Linked DNA regions of Gossypium hirsutum: regions 1 and 2 are each linked to region 3. Evidence: chromatin contacts called from public Hi-C data. All regions are on one chromosome and are shown on one strand. Each heading gives the region's core, a stretch centred on a gene start, on an enhancer-like site or on the middle of the called end of the contact. The rest is flanking DNA. Distances are from core to core; before and after follow the strand shown. Region 1 holds the start of LOC107949772 (COBRA-like protein 4). Region 2 holds the start of LOC107949763 (flavonol 3-O-glucosyltransferase UGT89B1). Region 3 holds the start of LOC107949768 (dof zinc finger protein DOF5.4).

What was found. A called contact is a pair of places that touch in the nucleus more often than the background predicts.
Region 1: a contact with region 3 is called in a Hi-C map of leaf, with 4 times the contacts expected there. The contact joins the promoter of LOC107949772 here to the promoter of LOC107949768 in region 3. A contact is called at or near these places in 3 of 34 Hi-C or Micro-C datasets (all in leaf).
Region 2: a contact with region 3 is called in a Hi-C map of leaf, with 2.5 times the contacts expected there. The contact joins the promoter of LOC107949763 here to the promoter of LOC107949768 in region 3. A contact is called at or near these places in 8 of 34 Hi-C or Micro-C datasets (callus, hypocotyl and leaf).

Annotation. Positions count from the first base shown.
Region 1 is chrD03:39,301,032-39,305,231 of Gossypium_hirsutum_v2.1, reverse strand. It overlaps LOC107949772 (COBRA-like protein 4), which reads left to right and starts at 1,402. Exons shown (of 6, transcript XM_016884525.2): 1 at 1,402-1,662; 2 at 1,748-1,827; 3 at 2,539-2,995; 4 at 3,074-3,221; 5 at 3,317-3,597; 6 at 3,676-4,200. The coding sequence starts at 1,593. The coding sequence ends at 3,968. It also overlaps a transcript of LOC107949771 not described here.
Region 2 is chrD03:39,701,791-39,705,954 of Gossypium_hirsutum_v2.1, reverse strand. It overlaps LOC107949763 (flavonol 3-O-glucosyltransferase UGT89B1), which reads right to left and starts at 1,879. Exons shown (of 1, transcript XM_041090105.1): 1 at 67-1,879. The coding sequence starts at 1,616. The coding sequence ends at 171. It also overlaps the pseudogene LOC107949765.
Region 3 is chrD03:39,551,491-39,556,042 of Gossypium_hirsutum_v2.1, reverse strand. LOC107949768 (dof zinc finger protein DOF5.4) reads left to right here and starts at 2,727. Exons shown (of 1, transcript XM_016884520.2): 1 at 2,727-4,404. The coding sequence starts at 2,967. The coding sequence ends at 3,899.

The sequences.
Region 1 (4,200 bases), core at 153-2,652, 250 kb after region 3:
ACAGGATTCCCCACCCCACCCCTCGGTTAAGTTTCACCTAGACTTTTACAAGTTATTTTGTAATCGAAAAAAAAAATTGTTTGATTATGCTTCTCGAATTAAAAATGTTTTGATGAACAAAATTATCAACATTTCTCGAATTAAAAATGTTTTGATGAACAAAATTATCAACATTTCTGTTTGCAACGTTCATCAAATCAAGTTTAATATTCGACACTCGCTATTTAGATGCATAACTAAAGCAAAATTATCAAACAAGTTTTATATGAGCTTGTGATATAAATCTTACTAAACTGCTTAAATTTTAGGGTAAATTACACTATTAGTCATTAAACTATGGGTAAGTTTAATTTTGGTTAGTTAATTAAAAAAGTTACAATTTAATCTTTGAACTATTTGAAAGTTTTCATTTAAGTTATTAAATTATTCAAAGTTTTTATTTAAGTCAATTGAGTTGTTGAATTTTTCTTTTTTTAATCACCAGTGAGCTCCAAGCGATTATTCGATGGCCAGTATGGTAGATCAATATCCATCGATGAGTAAGAGAATATATTTTAGATCTAAGTGATCTAACAACTATTTTCAGAGAATAAATTCATTTGAATTTTGATTCACAGATTTATGATGTTTAAAGCTATTTCATAAAAAAAAATGTGAAATATAGAAGAGAAAATGTCAGAAAGCTTTTAATCGGTGCAGGTAATGGGATAACATTGATTTTAATATCCCAATGACTTAAATACAAATTTTTTGAATAGCTCAATAATCAAATTGTAACTTTTTTAACTAAGTTATAAAAACAAAAATTTACCCATAATTTAATAAGTAATGGTGATGGTTAGAGAAAAAGTTGGTGTATGGTTAATGGATAAATTGGGTAAATTACCCCAAAGCTAGGAAGTTCCCGCTGCGTCATGTACATCAATTACTCACTAAACTCGTAGTAACAATTTGTTGTTTTATGCCATAATTAATTATACTGGGAAACTTGGCAGGTCATGTTAGCATAAAATCTCAAAGCTGATTTTACTTCTTTTTTTTTTAAACAGAGGTAGCATAAGCAAAGCTTTCATCTAACATCCATATTAAAACACAAAACAAAATGGGAAGTTGGAAAATCCTTGTCTGAATAACTCACTTATTCCATTTAAACTATCACATATGTTGCATATTCAAAACTAAAAATTTTGTTGTTGCCATTTCCCTATCCCTTTTACAATCTATCGTTATTATATTATTAATTGTGAAACAGTTGAGTAGTCATTATCACTAGGTGAGTTGACTTCAATAACTGCAAGCTCTCACACACCCACCAATTTAATTAATTTAATTAATTTTAAATGGAAATCATTTGTTTGGTAGGTGATTAAATCGAGTTTAAGATGTTTCTGTATTTGACGAATATCGGCAGTTAGAAGATTGTGCTCAGAATATGTCTGAAAAAAGTTCCAAGTCATACTCACACATATATACAACAAAACCAGTAGTTGAGGCTGTCATAAACAATTCTTGTTTGTTGGGGGAATAGATATAAACCCATAGGAGTATCATTGTTTACAGACAGAAGGCGTACTACCTCTTGATATTGCACAATGATGTTCTACAAATTTGCCTACCCCCTGCCAATGGTTGCTTTCTTTGCTATAATCATTTCTCAAGCAGGTCAGTTGCTACAATCATATTCGTGTTTTAGTTAATTAAGTTTTCTTGCTAATAATTTCCTTTCCCTTTTCTACTTTTGTTGTAGGAGCATATGATCCGTTAGATCCTAACGGAAATATAACAATTAAATGGGACGTTATGTCCTGGACTCCGGATGGTTACGTTGTAAGTATAACTTCATTTCACTTATTATACTCATATTTTTTCATTAAACTCAAGATTAATTAATTGGTTCACGTAGTCACCTTAAAAGATAAATTTTTAATAAATTTGGTCAAAATTACGACTTCCTTTATACCAAAAACAATGATTTCCATTTATATGGATCAAATGTTAAATGTTGATATGTATCCATCACTAATATATTAAAACTTTTTCAAGTTGTTTCTTATAATTGAAAGTTACCTAAAATAAGAGCCAAGCTAAGGGTTGGCAGGGGCTTAATCCAGAGTAATAACAATTTTAATCCAGTCTAATTATAGAATATTCAATTTAACTTTTTTTAATCAATTTCATCCTTTGACTCCAAACTTTTAAAATTTTATTTTAACCCCACAATACCGAACTTCTAGCTTCGATCCAGGTCAATATCCTAATACCCATATGCAAATATTACTTCGATTTAGTAATTATAAAGTTTCTTTTATTAAACTCAAACTTAAATTAGACTGTTCATGTAATCATTTTTAAAAGGTAGGTTCCAAACTTTCTTTATACCATAAACAATGCTTTTCACTTATGTTACTCAAATTTGGTTTGGATATAAGATCCCATACTAAAATTTTCAATATTCATTTTTATAGTAAATATAACTTTTGAGTGTGGGATAGTTGAAGAAATAGAAATGCAAGCTTATATATCATATCTGGTATGCAGGCAGTTGTAACAATGACCAACTTCCAAATGTATCGGCACATAATGAGCCCTGGCTGGACCCTAGGCTGGGTTTGGGCTAAGAAAGAAGTGATCTGGTCAATGGTGGGAGCCCAAGCCACTGAACAAGGAGATTGTTCAAAGTTCAAAGGAAACGTCCCACACTGCTGTAAGAAAAACCCCACAGTTGTGGACTTGCTCCCCGGCGTCCCATACAACCAACAGATAGCCAATTGTTGCAAAGGTGGCGTCGTGTCGTCATGGGGCCAAGACTCCTCCACCGCGGTTTCGTCCTTTCAGGTGAGTGTTGGCCGTGCCGGGACTTCCAATAAAACAGTGAACCTGCCGTTGAACTTCACTTTGCTTGGTCCTGGTCTGGGTTACACATGCAGCGGAGCTAAAAAGGTGCCGTCCACTGTTTTCCTCACCCCTGATGGTCGACGAAAAACTCAAGCATTGAGTAAGTTTTTGATAATTTGCACTTAAAACAGATATACTTACACCCGACATAAGTTATGTGTTGTAATTTGTGCTGCAGTGACATGGAATGTGACATGCACGTATAATCAGATTCTGGCATCACGATATCCGAGTTGTTGTGTCTCGATGTCTTCATTTTACAACTCCACAATCACACCTTGTCCATCATGTTCTTGTGGCTGTCAAAACAACAATAATTGCATCTCGTAAACCTTCTTTCTGATCCCACACGAAAATGTTTTTAACTATGGGATTTCACTATATATCATCATCCCTAATGACATTAGTCTACAAATTGCAGGGGTGATGCAGAGATAGAAAGTGTAGTTGGCAAGAACAGAACAAGGAGTAGAAATTCGAATGCGATGATAAGGTGTACCAACCATATGTGCCCCATCCGAGTGCATTGGCATGTGAAGCTGAATTACAAGGAGTATTGGCGAGTGAAGATGACGGTCACTAATTTCAACTACGCCATGAACTACACGCAGTGGACACTTGTGGCTCAACATCCTAACCTCGACAACATCACCCAAGTTTTCAGTTTCGAATATAAACCCCTCCTTCCTTACAAATACACAAGTAAGTCCTTGTCTTTGATTTGAATTTCCCTAGGCAGTCGACAAGTGGGCTAACCATGGACTAACTTTGAACATGCAGATGACACTGGTATGTTCTATGGCTTGAAGTTCTACAATGACGTATTAAAGGAAGCCGGAGCTGATGGAAACGTCCAATCAGAATTGATTCTTAGGAAAGACATGAGTACATTTACGTTCAAGCAAGGTTGGGCTTTCCCTAGGAAAATATACTTCAATGGCGATGAATGCGCCATGCCAGGTCCAGAGGAATATCCTTATCTACCAAACTCTGCAAATTCAAAGCTGATTTCAGTATCGACAATGGCTTCCTTTTTGCTTTTGGTTTTCGCTAATCTTTTGGGGATGATTTGAAGTGACTGAGTGAATGAAAGCAGGGAAAAGATGAAAGAAACCAAACCTTTAAGAAAGTAAGCCATTGACAGGCAGCCATGTGGATGAAGTTGAAGCAGTAGGGGGTAGATGAAAAAAAGTGTGACATGAATGATTTTGCAGAGAAAGCCAATAATGAATCTGGGTTTTTCCAAGGTCTTATCATTAGTGGCTCGGGCCGGGTTTCAGTCTGGATTTTTAGTTAAGCTGGTCC
Region 2 (4,164 bases), core at 630-3,129, 150 kb before region 3:
TGTAATTAGTAGTGACATATAACTTCTGTTTTGATTTGAAGTCCACATAATTGCTAAAAGTGTTCATAGTCCCAACTAATATAATGTTATAATTAGGTAATGGAATCTCTAATAACATACTAACATGAAAAATAGGGTCTAAATATGCTCGTAATAAAACGACATTAGATCTAGGCTTGCATACAAAATAACTGCTTCACCATCTCTTCCATGTCCTGGGCCGAGCTGCCACCCTCTCTTACTGCTTCCAATGCTGCCTTTCTCAATTCCATAACTCCTTTCCTCTCAACTCCCTTCTCCCGGCTCACTGATTCCGCCAAGACTCGGGCCAACTCCTCTGGGTTCGGCACTGTTTGAGGACCCTCACATGCCTTCTTACCCACCTTTAGCTCTTCCACCAACAATGTTTGGTCCACAAACTGGTCCGCTCCGAATGGCCACGTCAGCATGGTTACGCCAGCTACCACTGCTTCCAACACCGAGTTCCACCCGCAATGAGTTAAGAATGCACCCACTGCTCGGTGACTCAGTATAGCAACTTGCGGGGCCCACCCTCTGATAACGAGTCCATTGTTAGCCACGCGTTCTTCGAACCCATTCGGGATCATTCCGTAATTTGCCTCCACGTGTCCCACAGAAGGCTCCTTGATCGACCATATAAAACGGACACCACTCTTTTCCAACCCGGATGCAACACCGGCCATCTGATCGTTGGTTAACACGACTTGACTCCCAAAGCAAACGTACACGACTTCGCCATCTTCACACGCGTCAAGCCACGTCAGCAAGTGATCCAACGGCACCGAGCTGGACCCACCCCTATGAACAGCCACGGTAAGGTCATCGTGGTCATGGAGAGGGAGTAAGGGTCCCACTGCCCACACTCGATCACAGCCCATCATCCGTTTCAAATGGTCAAAATAAGGCCTTTCAAGTTGATTAAAGGAATTGACCACAAGGCCCCAGTTCTGGATGTTCGCGTGGAAAATATCTTTGATAAATTCCATGGCTGGGTCTCCCTCGACGCAAGCTCGATACAAGCCAGAGATCTTCCACCAAGGGTATTTCGGACAATTCGGAAGTTTATCAAACGAAACGACAGCCGTCTGATCACGGGGATCATCGAGTCTAGGAAGCTCCATCCACAGGGAATACAAAATAGACAAAGCCATGGCGCCGGAAGGCGAGAAAACGATGTGTTTAGCCCCGACACGGGAGGCCAAACGTTGGGTCCAGCCCAAGAACATGTCGGAGACGATGGCCGAAGGAGGCGAAGGATGGGACTGGAACCAGGAAAGCAAAGGATGGTAGAGTTGGCCGAGGGTATGCATTAAGGCAGGTAAACACCGTTGAGGGATGTCCTTTAAGTTTTCGACGGCGGAAGGGATGGAAGGGTGGGGAGGGAAAGGGAGGACCAAAGGCGGAATCCGCGGGTGGGCAGCGAGGAGTTGGGTTAAGAAAGGGAGGTTCTTTGGGGTGACTAAGACGGTAATGGTTAGATCAATGTCAGTGGCGGCTAAGGCTATGCGATGGGTGAAATCTAAGAGAGGGATGATGTGGCCTTGCGCTGGGAAAGGGAAAACAAGAATGTGGGAACTGCTTCTCAAAGTTGCCATGTGATGTAAAAAAGAACACAAGGAGAGATTGAAGTATGAAGAAAGTTGAAGGGTTATGGAGTGTTATGTAGCCAAAGGATTCAAACGGGGAGTCACGTGGTATCGTTTTCCAATGAAGAAGTGTGCGTTTCATGGTGGAAAAGTGGAATAGCATATGAAAACCTTGTGGAAACTATTTTTTTGAAAAAAATAAAAATTTTAAGTTGTCGACTTTAAAAAATAAAATAAATAAAAGTAATCACCAATCTTTTATTGAGGTGTGATTAGATCACTTAAAATGATTTTGATCTACGAGTTTTAGAAAAAAATAGGTTCGGGAGTCAGTTACGTACGAGGAAGGATTAGCACCCTCGTAATGCCCAAAATTTGGTACCAAGTTGATTAATTAGTGTCTTAAGGTCAAAAATTTTAAAAATATAATCTTTAACAAAAACTTAAAACGTTGCGTATTAAAACCCTTCTCAATTTAGAGAAGCAAAAATGTCACACCCAATGCGTTAGGGCACAACATTCTAATTTCCTCCAAAATGAATTGGGCCAAAATATTAGTGCAATAAAACTTTAAAAGAACATCCACTTATCCAAGATTTAAGAAATCACACCCAATACGTTAGGGCACGATTCCTCTAAAATCCTAAACTTGAAATATTTCTTTTACTTTAAAAGAACATCTACTTATCCAAGATTTAAGAAATTACACCCAATACGTTAGGGCACGATTCCTCTAAAATCTCAAACTGGGAATATTTCCTTTATTATTTTTAAAAAAAATCTTCATTTCGAGAAATCAATGCGTCACATCCAATACGTTAGGACACAATGTGTTGAATTCCCAATAATGAGTTCTTATTTTAGTTGGTTTAAAGAGCAATCCTCGATCATTATATTTTCAAAAAAAATCGGAACCCAATACGTTAGGGCTCAATTTCCTTGAGAAATCCTAAATACGAGTATTATCTCTATTTTGAAAAGTTTAATTTTTAAAAAAAAATTGAGTAAAAAATGTAATGTTATGCCACTTTAAATATATAATGCAATAATAAATATTACGATAGCATAAAAATAATGCAAATATATAAACAAATAAATACAATAATGGCATGCAAAATATCAAATAAATGGGCAAGATAATAAAAATATGTAAACCTAAATCAATAGGCAAATGATCGAAATAAATAAAAAAATGTATACATGTACACATAAAAATATATAGGTTTAAAATAATTAAATAATATCTACATTATCGAAGTTAATTAATGAAATAAATATGTATACACATAAACATGAGAAAAATATTAGTTGCAAAAAAAATAAATGTATACATAAAAAATATACATATATATAGGTTTTTTTTAAAAGGTAATATAAGGAAAAATATTATTAATTGATAATAAAAAAAATAATGATGGAAAAAAAAGACTAAATTGAATTGCAGTTTTAAAAAATGGGTAAAATCTGTAAATAGTAAAAATTAAAGGACTAAATTGAACGCGCGAATTACATAGAGGGGCTGGAAGGGAAATTTTCCCTTCTCCTCTAAAACGGCGCCGTTCCAGTAGGATTAAATTGAAATGGAAAATAAATTAAAGAACAAATTTAAAAAACACAAAAAAACCTAATTGACAATTCATTAAAAGGCGGAGGGGTCAAAAATGCAATTTGCCCCTCCGCATGAGAAACACGCGGATCCTTCCCTCAAAACGGCGCCGTTTTCAATTGGCTATTTAAGCCAAAATTAAAACAAAAATTACATTTCAAAACATTTTAAAAAAAAAACCAAATCTTCAAAAAAAAAACTCTCTCAGCCCCTCAGTCTTCCGACCATCGGTCGGTCATCGGACGGTCACCGACCACTGCGCCGGCAGCTAATTTCCGGCGCTGGAGCCACCGCTTGCGGTGGCCGAAAAAGGGAAAGTTCCCTTTTTAATATTTCCGACCCCTCCAGGCCCAAATCTGGGCTAAAAATCCCCAAAATCGACCAAAAAAACACTAGAAAGACTCTAGAAACTCTTTGGTTTCTAGTCGTCTGTCATCGGAGACGATCCTCGGAATACCCTACGGCGTTTCAGAAGCTAAAAAAAGGTAGTTTTCCTCTCTTTTATTATTTTTGTTTATACGTATGTAAAATAAAAATATACAAAAAAATAAATATAACAATGAAAATACAAGTATCAACCTTTTTTGATCGATTTATTCTGTATTACGAAAGTACAAGCCTTTTTCTATTTTCGAAATCAGGATCCTCGTTACAGTGTGTTTATGGCTTTTTTATAACCGAAATAGTAAATCAAAGAAAGAAAAAAAATCTGGTCATATCTTTGATTCGCAAATACATGATTTTTCTTTCCATACGTTGTTGGTTTCCTTGCAGGTGAAGATCACGAAGATTCGGGGACGAAGCTTAGCTTGCGACGCTGCCCTAGGGTTCCATTTGCTCCCCGAGCTTTGGGCTAGGGTCCGATTTGGGCCGCTGTTGTAACACCCCTTACCCGTATCCAACACCGGAATAGGGTACGAGGCATTACCAAAACACATACACTTGTAAACG
Region 3 (4,552 bases), core at 1,478-3,977:
GCACTACGCACTACCACAATACATGCTTGGCTTTTTTGTTCTCCAGGTACATATTTTGGGGCATCGACGTCTCACACATTCTACACCACTATGTCGACATCGATACTAATGTATGCACTACCACTAATGATGACACCGATGCAGACATCGACTTAACAGTCGATGTTAGTGTTGATGCCTAGGTCAATTCTGACGTATCCGGGTTTTATGGCACCTTATGGTTACACGCCGATAGTGACACAAACACCGCCCACATCATTAATTTATTGGGGTGGGTTATCAACACAACTGTCCACCATTAGAGTAAAGGATACACGATGGAAAGCTAGGATGACACTGCACTCAAGCATAGAGAAAGGCGATGGAGACAAATGCGAAGACAAACACGAACACAAAAACCAAGACCAATACGAACACGATGATCACGGTGGAGATAGAGATGAGCAATAGGGTGGGGGTGAAGGTGATGATGATGAAGAGGATGATCGCAACAATCAAGTTTATAGGCCTGCATCTCCGGTTGTGCGCAGAAATCCTCCTCAAGTCTATTGTCCACCGCTTTACGGTACACATTCTTACCGACGACACGATTGATGTATTTTTATTATTATTACTGTGATGTAAATATATATGACATAAATAAAGAAACCATAAATTTTTATTCCAATACTATATTTATCTTCGTTACATTCTAAAGTGAGTTATGCGTAAGTTAATAAGAAATAACAATTATGAATCACCAAAATAATCGAAGCATTATAATGAATATATTCTCTAAAAGAAAATAATAATATCGATGTTGAGGCCTTAAAGTACCCCTCAGCATAGAACATGTTACCTTCGTATGCCCCAGGTTCCTACAGTACTCGCATTACCTCTACTGACCGTCTTTCTCCTAAATATCCTTATTGTTCTATATCTGGGTGGTATTCGAATGACTTTTCAAAACGCAATGCAGGTTCATGTTTGGTGCCAACTCGTACGATGCGTTGGACATTAGCAGGCACATACTTTCATCGAGGATGGGTGGGAATTCAAGACCCCATACTCTATGCATGCGTTCTAGACTATACACATCGTTGATGTAATGTGTGTACTCAATTCTTAGGTTCCCAAATGCGACAATTACATATGCGCGTGAGAATCGAAGTGCTTGGAACCTCCCACAATCGCAAGTCCCTCATGTTAGGCCGACACGATATGATGCCTCTAACATGTCCTGGTTCGACCTAGCGTGCTTCGTGACTCGAAATTCCTGGTTCCCACGTGAGTGGCACACTGCATACATAATGTTCACTCTCGTCGTATTTCGTCTGATTTCTTTCATTACATCTTCACACCAAGTATAGTCGCTCGCTATCTGTCCATCGTACACTGTTGCCCTCTTTAGAAACAATGCAGTTAGGCGAAAATATGTTTATTTCACAATTGAGGTTATTTGCAAATGACACATCCCATTTAATACGGAATTAATACACTCCATTAAGTTTGACGTCATATGGCCATACCGTAAACCCCCGTCATACAATTGTGTCAACTATTTGAAGGGTATGTTGGCGAGGTATGTCACATCGTAGCTGCTGATAGTGCCGAAGTTGTTCAACGTTTCATGGAAACGATATTGGACAAACTTGTAACCTGTCAAGAAAAACATACCTATGAAAGCAAACAACAAACAAAATAGGGTACAAAATGACTGTGCAGGTAGTGGCAATTGCATACCCATGTCGATAACTGCATCTCACTCACTTTTCGAAGGCCATTTTCTACGGTAGTTGGATTCGACATATCGTAAACAGTACCTATAATGGGTGCGATCCCAAAGGCTACTATACTGCTAAATCACAGACATAATTCTGGTCCCCTGTCAGATATGACACATATGTTGGGTTATGGGCAAACGTGGCGACGCAATCGGCAGAATCCTATCCCGTCACGACATATGAAATGTATGTGTTATGAGGCGCATAATCACATCCCTGACTCCTCAAAACTACCTATGGAATTTTGCGGTTTCAATCGAAAACTCTAAACCCTTTAAAAGAACCCTAAATCCAAAAAATTCTAAACCTAAAAATATTAAAAACCTTAACTCTAGGAGAGTGAAACGAAAAATTAGACGCGCTTTCCGTTTTTCTTTCAAAAAACGACCTATTTTCCTAAATTTCAAAAAATTGATTTATAAACCTAATTAAAAAATAATTAATTTAGCCCTTCGCTTAATTCGGGCCAAAACTCTTTTTATATATATATGTTTATTTTTATAATACATCGTATCACTCTCTCAACTTTGCTTTGGGAGTTTTTAATATTAAATATGTTTTAATTATCATTACATAATTTAAGTTATAATTAATAAATTATAAAAATTAAAGAAAATAAAAAAAAATCTGCTAGTATCAATTTCCAAGCAACCTTGTTTCGACTTACGAGGCGTTTGGCAATCTCAGGGAAGTGAGGACTGACGGGACTAGAAGCGAAGATACAGTAAACGAGGTCGTACAGTTGTTTTTATATGTAACCAATAAAAATGGTCAACGTGGCACACTCTAGACCAGTTGTACTTAGACTAGGATAGTCCCGAGCAGTTACTGGGGAGGTGGCCGACAACTCGATACCTTATTTTGTGGACATCAATGCCCTTTCCTTTTTTATCCTCCACGTGTCCTCCATCAACGGTTCCAATCTCTTTATTCGTCTTGTTAATCGATTTCCTAATCCCTCCCTGCTACCTGATCCCTTCTCTTATATTCCCAATTCATTTCCTCAAACCTAATTTCGTATTTTCACAATCTACACCATAATTTACGTAAATTCGTTTTCGAAAAAGGGTAAATTTGATTCGCAAGGGGATATTTGTTACAAATTCAAAAAAAAAAAAAAACCCTCTTCTGTGCACTTCACTGGTTTTCTTTTTATTTATTTATTTTCGTTTTTAACTTTGGAGGCGAATATTGTTGCGAATAATGCAAGACATCCACTTGATCGGAGGTGGCCGAGTATTCAGCAGCGGTGGCGGAGGTGGCGGAGGAGATAGAAGGTTACGACTGCAACACCAACAACAAAACAACCAGGCACTCAAGTGCCCACGTTGCGACTCACTTAACACGAAGTTCTGTTACTACAACAACTACAATCTCTCTCAGCCACGTCATTTCTGCAAGAGCTGCCGTCGTTACTGGACCAAAGGTGGTGTCCTTCGTAACGTCCCCGTCGGTGGTGGTTGCCGCAAAGCCAAGCGTTCGAAAACCAAGCCTTCATCCGAATCCACGACAGTCGCCGCCGCGGCCCCTGCACAGCCACAATCACAGCAACTCCTTGATCAACGTAAAGCGAATTCTCATTCTAGCAGCGACAGTTCGAGTCTTATTGCAGCTAATTCTAACGTTGCAGTGGCAAATAAAAACAACAACGATAGTTCTACAGGCGGCATGGCGGATGCGGTGTCGGCAGTAACGTCTCATTCAAACAATATAAATGTAAGCGAGTCGAAGTTGTATGGAAACCCTAACAATTTAGTCTTCGAGGCAGGATTACTGGAACAAGGATCAGAATCGGGGATTTTTCCGGAGATTGGGAGTTTTACGAGCTTGGTTACTTCGTCAAACAATGAAACGTCGTCGTTGGGTTTCGGTGCGGTATTAAATGGGCAAGGACAGTGGCAGCAGCAAAAGATGATGAGTGTTGGAGGGGAGGAAATCACCGGGGAATTGCTCGATCAGACGATGCAGGTTGAGCTTTCAAATTTGCATGGTAGATCGGAGAGTGGATTTGGACCGTTGGATTGGCAAGGGTGTGGAGATCAACCGTTCTTTGATCTTCCTAATGATGTTGACCAATCGTATTGGAGTCAAAGTCAATGGTCTGATCAAGATCATACGGCCCTCTATCTACCGTAAATTGTCTCACTCTCACCCCCCTTTTTTTTTTTCTCCTTAAATTATTTATTAACTATAAAAAAATTGAAACAAAGAAAAAAAATGGAGAAAAAGAAAATCAAAGAAAGGTTCAAAGCTTGAAGTAAAGAAACTGAAAGAGAGTTAAATTGATATATAAATCCGACTGTTTCTTGTGTAAAACGTTTAAAATTTTTCTTAATTTTTTTACTTAATATTTAAGTTCTATTTTGGTGATTTTTGAAGATGTTTCCAGTTTTTTTTAATGCAACTATATTTTGGGGAGCAGGATTTTGTTGATGGTGTATCTGAATTCAATTAATGTAGAGAAAAATATAGATTTCAGGTTTTAATTTATGATTGATATTTGTAGTTTTGAGTGTGGCAAATGTAATGGTTTTACTTAAATATTCATCTATATTTAATTATGATATTAGGAGATTTTAAACATATGGATGTAGTTATTTTTAATTTTAATTTATATTTAACGCATTGTTACTTTTGATAATGAATTATGTGAAGGATTAATAATACCCAAAAATTAATCACTAGAATATATCCAAATTTAAATATCATAAAACTTAAAATAAAATAAAATAAATCTAACTCAAAATAATGAAGTTTAATGATATTTTTAGTTACTAATGTTCATATAT